Regions from separate parts of the Rattus norvegicus genome. Here region 2 is linked to region 1. A link is a contact called in public Hi-C data. All regions are on one chromosome and are shown on one strand. The core of a region is the stretch at or near the end of the contact, and the rest is flanking DNA. Distances in the headings are between cores, read along the strand shown. Region 1 overlaps Cd44 (CD44 molecule). Region 2 overlaps Cd44 (CD44 molecule).

The links. A called contact is a pair of places that touch in the nucleus more often than the background predicts.
Region 2: a contact with region 1 is called in a Hi-C map of psoas muscle, with 3 times the contacts expected there. The contact joins two enhancer-like sites. A contact is called at or near these places in 2 of 12 Hi-C or Micro-C datasets (Schwann cells and psoas muscle).

What each region holds. Positions count from the first base shown.
Region 1 is chr3:109,620,933-109,625,271 of GRCr8, forward strand. Cd44 (CD44 molecule) reads right to left here. Exons shown (of 19, transcript NM_012924.3): 17 at 2,847-2,918; 18 at 789-867. Among named protein-coding and RNA genes, the nearest start is that of Cd44, 76 kb to the right of the region's middle. Within about 2 kb of position 2,464, at least 5 of the 93 cell types and tissues checked have an H3K27ac peak or open chromatin away from gene starts, as enhancers often do.
Region 2 is chr3:109,690,070-109,694,408 of GRCr8, forward strand. All of the region lies in intron 1 of Cd44 (CD44 molecule), which reads right to left. Among named protein-coding and RNA genes, the nearest start is that of Cd44, 7.2 kb to the right of the region's middle. Within about 2 kb of position 2,277, at least 4 of the 93 cell types and tissues checked have an H3K27ac peak or open chromatin away from gene starts, as enhancers often do.

The DNA of each region.
Region 1 (4,339 bases), core at 1,214-3,713:
GCCTTTGTTACTGTGGGAAAGAGAGGTTTCAAGTGTGTGAAGACAGCCCATTTACCCTTTCTGTGGTACTGAACGGATTCTCTAGCCTAGAAAAGTTTATCAGTGCTTCATAGACTTCACTGTGAGACAGATTTTCATAGGCAATGCCCTGAATCCCTTCAACCGAATTTTTTATAAAACGCAAAATAATATCCTTAAAGAGAAACAAGCAACAAAACAGGGCCCATGCCAATTTTGGACAAAGATTCTAGAAGGTTCCATAAGTTTCCAATGACCAAAGGAAGATGGCCAATTCTTGATTTGTTATACAACATTTTAAGCCTTGCAAGAACTTAGTTAATATTTGTTTAGTGAGTCAATGGCTGAGTATATTCTTTATGTGTCTTCCCAATGAGCTATTTCATAACTTCCACCTGATAGTCACCATAGGGTTTAACCATGAAAAACCAAGGAACAGTAAAACTTGACCACTGTTTAAAGGAGGGGTTCCAAAGCATCATACATGTAAGAATGGGGCAGAGAAGGGCTTCTTAAACTATGATATGGGCAGGACTCCCTGGGATCTTAGTAAAATACAGACTCTGATGCAGGAACTCTTGCCAGGCAAAAAAAAAAACAAACAAACAAAAAACAAAAAACAAAACAAAACAAAAAACCTACAGGTCTAGCACGCTCCAGGCTACCAAAGCTGCCAGTTACAAGGGCTACAGTCTGAGTAACATGGATATAAAACCCAAGTTCCACCATGCCCTTCGAAGTGGAAAGCTGCAAGGGGCACTCTCTCTTACCTTCTCCTACTGTTGACAGCAATGCAGACGGCAAGAATCAGAGCCAGCGCCAGGAGGGATGCCAAGATGATAAGCCACTCTGGTGTGAAGAGAAGGACATACGTGAGCATCACCAACGTATGTTATGAAATAAAAAATGCAATTTAAAAATTGATCTGCTCTAAATGAAACCCCCAGTCAGCTCTGCAGAGAGGTTTGAACAACAGCTCAGCTAAAACATCCTAAGACAGACTTTGCTATAAACGTTCATCCGACAGACTTCTTTTATTAACCTTTTATCAGTAGTTCTTCCAGAATAAAAATGTTTCAAAAAAGAAAAAAAGATATCAAGAAGCCTGTATATGTTTTTGGTGAAATGTTAAGTAGATTAAAGAAAATTTATATTTCTCTTGACAGAAACATTCCGTGCCTATGTGAGAGTATCTGCCTTGAATTTCATTCAAAACCAAGATGGAATTCATAATCTAGTGGGAAAAGGATCTTCCCATGGTAAGGATAGAAAAAGGGAGGTACAGTCTACTTATTTCAGTCATTCGGCTCCACTGATGAAAAACTCCAAATTACTCATGCTTTTTGATTAGCATGTACACTTCTGAAAAGGTAGAGGATCTCAAAGTTAGCTTTAGTGATTCCCTCCATTATATTGCTTTATACCAATAAAAATTGAAACCAACCTAATGTCCAATGGTGAGGGATTAAGTAAGCAGATCAGGATTCATACATTTTTGTTATGTGCTACATAATTCAAGGGAAAGGTACTTAATGACACGGAAAGTGGAACTGACAGGCAGAAAATATTAGCCAAACAACATATGTGGCAGTTTGGAAATAAATTACTTTGAAAACAATATTAGGAAAAACATCAATTAATACTGTAGCTTTAACACGTGTGGGTAATGAGATACAGTGATTGACATTTCCATCCATTTTCTAAGCTATAGTTTCTAAAGTTTACTGGATAATCTTGTACCACTTATGGATTGATGCAATCTCATGCGCATGTTTTAAACTCTGGCTTCAACAGGATGGACAAGTTGTATGATTCAGTTGCAGATGTGTGTGGTAAATGAAGGCTTGTAAAGGAAGAAAACCAGGGGTCTGTCAGCCACTATTCTCCTTGGAAGTCTCACTTTCCTCTTACTTCAGACTGTGCATCCCCTTTGGTTCACTTCAAGGAAGCAGGGACACTTTCAGGAAGATGTCATTTCTGTTCTTCCTCCCCTCACCCTTCCTGGCCTTCAGTGCTGAGAAGTCCACATTCTTTCTCACTAGACTGAGATGAATTCTCCAGCTTGAATTCAGCCTGCCATCCCCTGCCCACTCCTCCCTGAACGTCCACTCCCTCTTTGTACTCCTGCCTCCTCAGGTGGTCAATAATTTGAGACAAAGGAGCCCTCTGAAGAAAGGGTTAAAAGGATAATTTAGAACATTAAGGGAAACTTCCTTTGTGGACTTCCCCCGACCCCCACCCCTTTACACATACTCATTTTCAACCCCAAGCTAAAAGAAGACATTGCATCAAATGCTAAATCCCTTAGCATGGGACAGCCAGATGTCAAAGCTCCCTCCCTGCATGTGTAAACTTTATAAAACATTTCTTCTGGCTGCATTAGCAGACTGTCCCTCAAGGAAGAGTAATTTGAGGACTGGAGGAATGTTTTCACTCCAGCCAGCCCAGATAATCAGCATCTCCTCCCTGCCTGCCAATGCAAGAGGATGACACATTGCATCTCAGTCCCAGAAATATAGGGGAAACTGGGTTGAGCTATGAAGGAATTGGGTGTACCATGAGGTCCTCTGGGTGATCCATCGTTCATGGGGGGGAAAATGCTTAAGTAACTGATAGCATCAGTTCTTTGAGGTAGCCTCAGTGTGAGCTCATCTATCTAATGGGTACCTAAAGGGGAAAACAGAGAGGACTACAGGGAGACTGTAGTATTTTTATTTATACCTAAGCTTGCACAGGGGAGCCGGATGTGCATCGATGAGGTCTTGTCTAGGACATTCTGAGAATCTTGCTGTAATTATCTAATGTTTGCTGCATGGTGTGAAACTCACCTGGAATCTGAGGTCTCCTCGCAGGACCAGAAGTTGTGGTCACTCCACTGTCTTGATTCCCACTTGAGTGTCCTAAGGGGAAAAGCAACAAGCTCTTTCAGCTCAAGTTTGGAATATATACCCAGGAGTTCCTTACACAGCATTGTGCTGGGCTACCCTCCAACCACTGCCTCACTAGAAGCTATAAATAGATCCAAGATACAGATGGTTATAAAGTGCTAGGCAAAAGATATCATCTCTCCTCACCTCCCAAGAAAGTTCACTGTGACTAAGCTAAAGCTTACAAATGTTATTTTTGTCTCAAGGAACAGTGATGGGGAGTGTTTGAACTTGAACTCCAGAGCTAGTCAACCCTGGGTTTAGGTCCTAACTCTGCCTCTTATTAGCAACTTGTGACTGGCCAAGTCATTATCTCTAACTCGCTGTTTTCTCACATTTAAAGTGAGGATCATAACAGAAACCACTTCATTGTTATGTTACAGAGGCTTAAAGAAGTATATGACAGGGGTTGGGGATTTAGCTCAGTGGTAGAGTGCTTGCCTAGGAAGCACAAGGCCCTGGGTTCGGTCCCCAGCTCCGAAAAAAAGAACCAAAAAAAAAAAAAAAAAAGAAGTATATGACAGTAGTAGTTGTATGTATTATTAGTTCTACAAACGGTGGTACATACCAAGACGAACAGTACCCCCTCACTAGGTAGCTTGCTATGAATACAAAAATCTCAAGCAACACTCAAGACCTCTAGAAACAACATCTTCATTTTAATAGTATCCCTAATGTATTTATATGCCTCAGAAAGTCCAAAGTTAGTCTAAAATTTACATGCAAATTGTGCCGGTCAGTTTTTGTCAACTTGATACAAGCAAGCCCAAGTCATCTGTGAAGAGGGAATTTTGAATGAGGAAATGCCTCCATCAGATAAGTAAATCTGTGGGTGAACTTTCTTGATGATTGATATGGCAGAACCCAGCTCACCAGGGTAGTGCCACCCCCAGACAAGTGGTCCTGGGCGGTATAAGAATTCAAGCTGAGCAGTCCATGGAGAGCAAGCTACAAGAAGCATTCCTACATGGCTTCTGCCTCAGTGTCTGCCTCCAGGTGCCTGCCCTGACTTTCTTTAGTGTACTATGACTTGGGATATGAAAGCCAAATAGACCTCCGCCACCCCCACCCCAAGTTACTTTGGTGAAGCCTTTATCACAGCAACGGAAAAGCAAACTAGGATGAACGTCGTAGGTACTGAAGTGAATGCCAATTTTACTTTTGCCGTGGTGGGGAGGGGAAGGGGGTTTGTACTGTCTTTTTCTGCCTATAAATAAGAGGTTATTAGAGTCTATGCTAGTGCAATGAAACGTTAGAAAAATGAATGCTTTCTATTATCAAAAGGCAAAGTAAAGAAATGAACAAAAGGCCCAAAATTTGCCAAGAAGCATTTTGAGAAGACAATCTCAAAGAGCCCAGGTGCCTTTTCAAAACAAGGAAGACACCACATCTAA
Region 2 (4,339 bases), core at 1,027-3,526, 69 kb after region 1:
GCTTCTTTCTGGCATGAATTAAAAATTCACTGCTGACATTAAATCCACACTGTGCATCACATTTTGGGTACTGTTCTGTTACAGTATTATAGTAGTGTTATTTTCTCCACAAAGTTTTATGAAGCATGGGTATTGGTGAGCTCAGAGTGGGGAATTTACAGAGCAGGGGGATGGAAAGGACTATAGAGATCACCTAGAGTCTCTTTCCTTTCAGACATGGAGAAAATAGAGGACAGTGGTGTGGTGAGGCATTATATAGTGACTTAGTAACAGAGAGAAACGTAGAGGATTGTTTCTATACTTAGAGCACTTCTGTATGCTGTGGGACTTTCAAAAGCATGAGCTGAATCCTGGTCTACAAACAACTGCCTGAGCTCACCCGGCTCTTGGGTCACAGAGAGAATGAGCTAGGATCTTTCTTCTTTCACAGCCATGGAGTCTTCAGCACCGACCTCCCCTAATAACTACCTCCTCATTCGCACACCAACTGTCTGATTACAGGGAACAGCTCCTAGATCTGGAAACCATTGATGGGAAGAAATGACACTCAACTCTCTCCACCCCACCCCACATTTTTAATGTAGGAACCAAAGAGCCAACACTTTATCTCAACGTGTTGCCGAAAAGTAGGATTTTGATGGTGGGGGTTGAATTTATACAAGGTCAGGTTTTGAGATGACTGAGTCACACACATAGCCAGATCTAAAGGAAATCAAGAAGCCTACTCTATTGGACAAAATCTAATGGGCCTTTTAAGCTCCTTGCCTTGCCTGACATGTTAAACCTTAAGAAAGGTCCACTTAAACTAAAGAGGGTGCCCAGAAAAGAAACTTCAAGAAGTTTGAGATTTCCTTCAAGAAGCACTAGGGAAGAAAATGTTTTCTGGATACCAAAAAGAAAAGACAGAATTAAAAATAAGATAGTCAGAACTTACCCCCCAAAATCTCAGTTAATGATGGTGATTACTTCTAGATTAAGTCCAGAAGTTTTATTCAGTTAACTATCTAAATATTTAATGAGAGCTTACTATAGTTGGGGAAATATGCCAATAGCTGGAAGCTACGGTGTTTGCAGAAAACTTCATAGTGCATGGGTTTTCCATCGGGAGCTTTGGAGTCATACAGCTACAACCAAAGAGCATCACTTTAACTTCTTTTTAAATTAAGTCTTGATTATTTCTGTGTATATGTGTATACCCATGTATGCATATGCATGCATATGTGTGTTCAGGTGCATATGTACACAGAGGCAGGAGGATACCTCCTGTCATTTCTTAGAAGTAGCCCACCCTGTCTGGAGGAGACAGGCCCTCTCACTGACTTAGAACTTATCAAATAGGCTTGGTTGGCTGCCCAGAGGTCCCCAGCAGTCTTCCCATCTCCACATCCCGGAATTGGGACTATAAGTGCACATGGTCACACCTGTTTTGTTTTGTTTTGGTTTGGTTTTTACATGGGTGCTGAGGACTGAGTTTAGGACCTCATGTTTTTAAGGCAAGCATTTTCCAGACTGAGGCATCACCTGAACTGAAGTTCTCATGAAGGATCAGGCAATGCAGCAATAGCATGAACAACTAGAGGAGAATGATTGCTCTTAGGAGTGTCCAAATGAGTGAGTGTAACCTCTAAGGTATCATGAAAACAGAGGACGCAACACAAGACAAACTGCCAGCTGATTTCCACTCCAAACCTCATCCATGCATGCATGACCTCTGGTCTTTGGGCTTCCCTCAGTCTATGTCCTCCCTTTGCCCATGGGGAGCCCCTACAGCTCTCTGGTAGCTATAGAAACAAAGCAAGTAGTTCTCTCTAGGCTTCAAGTTGGAACTAATATCTGTTAGACTTAGCTCGTTGGATTGTGTAAAGTTGTTGTTAGTAGCATTTGTGCTTGACATACTTATTTGATGTTTCTGGAGCCTAGAGAGATGGGGTCTGGATTATAGTAAAATGGCTGTCAAAGGCAAAGGCAAGAAACAGGTGCATGCAAACTCTCTTTTCTCCCTGGTGTCTTAGTTCCAATGGTGGTGAACATTTGCTAAGAGGTTTCACTATTATCCTTTTAAAAAATGAAACAAGGAACGGTGCTGCCTCATTCATGGCTCTTGTGGATGCTTTTGGAAGGCACTGCTGACTCGCTTAATAGTAAAGATACACACGACATTGAAACAGATGGGAAATCCTGAATGAGTTCCTGCCACTAGATTAAAGCAGCCCTTTCTACAGACTGAGTCATATGTGCCCAAAGTGCTTCACCTCCTCTCTTCCTGAATGACTTGTTTCTCAGCCAGCGATAGCCAGAGAAAAGGATCTTATTGCCTGAGTGACATTTACTTGCTGCACACCAAGCCAATTCCAGGTCACCTGGTTTGCTATAGAGCTGGGAAGAGTGGCTGTCATGAACTTAAGTTCTCTGTACCTTGAATGTAAAACCGAACTCCTGGCCAACTCCTGTCTCAGTTTCCCTTTCTTTTCCATCAACTCCTATTTGTAGAATGAAGACCCTGGATGCAGAAACTTTTCAGCAAACAAGGAGTACTTGGTTTTTATTTATTTGTCCCATATCTCCCTCAGCTTTCTTTAATCACAAGTCACAGTCTTAGATGACAGAAAAACGTCAGTCATCAAAGTCCATCTTCACCCAGGAGAGAAATAATAAATGAAGCAACCAGGAACAAAAACCACACATCACCATCCATTAACTCGCCTCCCAAAACTCACCACAGAAAAGGAACTAGACTCCTGCTCAGGTATTTATAAGTGAGCCCCTCAGAGGACGAATGGAGGAAAGTTTCCATTACATGATCTTTTCCCTTCTCTTTTGCAAGTCCAGTCTCCTCCTCTGATGTCATGTTTTAAAATGAAAGACAGTGAGCTGGAGAGATAGCTTAGTGGCTAAAAGTGCTCACTGTCCTTGCAGAGGCCCAGAGTTCAGTTCCCAGCACTATACCAGGTAGCTCACAGTCACCTGTAACTCCAGATCCAAGCTATCTGACACCCTCTTCTGGACCCTTTCTGTACCTATGCTCACATGATGACCTGAATCTCAAGTCCCTTTATTTTACAACTATGTGGCCCTGGCCCATTTCCTTAAATTCTGTGCCTTGGTTCCCTCTGTAAAAAGAGGATAATAAAAGCACTGTTTTCATAAGATTGGTGCATAATTTAGACAAGTTAGTTTATAGAAAACAGAAAGAGAGAGAGAGAGAGAGAGAGAGAGAGAGAGAGAGAGAACCAGTTCTGTTTATGATTATTAGCATTGTTGATGGTAACTCAGAAACCTAGAGTTAGCCACCAAAAGGCAAATACAAACGGTGTACGAACTCTAAAATGCACTAACTTCCAGCCATCGCCGAGGGTACAGATGTTCAAAATCACCGCTCATCTGCCCGTGTGACCTTTCCCTTCCTCCCTGGGGTTTTGCAATTAACCTTTACTTTCAAAAGCTGAAGACTTGAGGAAAGTTCTTGGGACCTGAGTTTTGCAAATCACATCCTTGGTGACTCAAGCCCTCCCCACCCACTTTGAGTCTGTCTGCCCACACTTGCACAAAGGAGGGACGCTTGCACCAGGCGGGTACACCCAGGCAGGCAGCTGGTGCACCCCAACTTCATGGCGTTCTGGCTTTGTGAGTCTAGACCCCACAATAGCCCCCTCTTCCTGTGTTCCACTGTCTCTGAGCATTGGTAGACGAGTGATCCAAGGGAGTGCAGGACCTACCCTAGGCTTGAGCTACTTTGTACTGGGCAAGCTCACTGCAGAGGAAGCTGGTGGGTGCCCTGTTAGCTGCCAGGCTTCCTGCAGATTAGGCACTTTTGGGATATGTAGAGTCATTTGAATAGCAGGCCATGGAAGATATCAGAATCTTCTGGGAAGGGTTTCTGCATCACTCCCTGCTGCTTCCACCTACCAGAACCAAGTGTGTCAGAGGGTCGGTGAGCTTCAAGGGCTCCTCGTCTCAGAAAGCCAACCTTGGCTGGCCAGTTTCATTTGAGGTTTAAGTGTGAGTTTGGTGTTACCAACCCCTTCCCAGCTTTCCTAACCCTCTCCTTAGACTGGCCCCATAGCCGGCAGCCACCAAAACCACCACAGAGCGACAAACCCTCTGCTTGGGAAGAGGACATAGAAGCAGTCGACCAGCCAAGCCTTCTCCCCACCCTGTGCAAAATGACAACGTTATCAGCATGCTGTCACACACACATAAACATATTTGTACCCTCAGTGTGTCAGCCAGCCTGCCTCTGTACATGAAAATTCTTACTTCTCTGTTTGAGATACTCTTTTAAGTACAACAATTCTGGTCCTCATTGTGGGCCTGCATTGGGGTCTAAGACCACAAAACT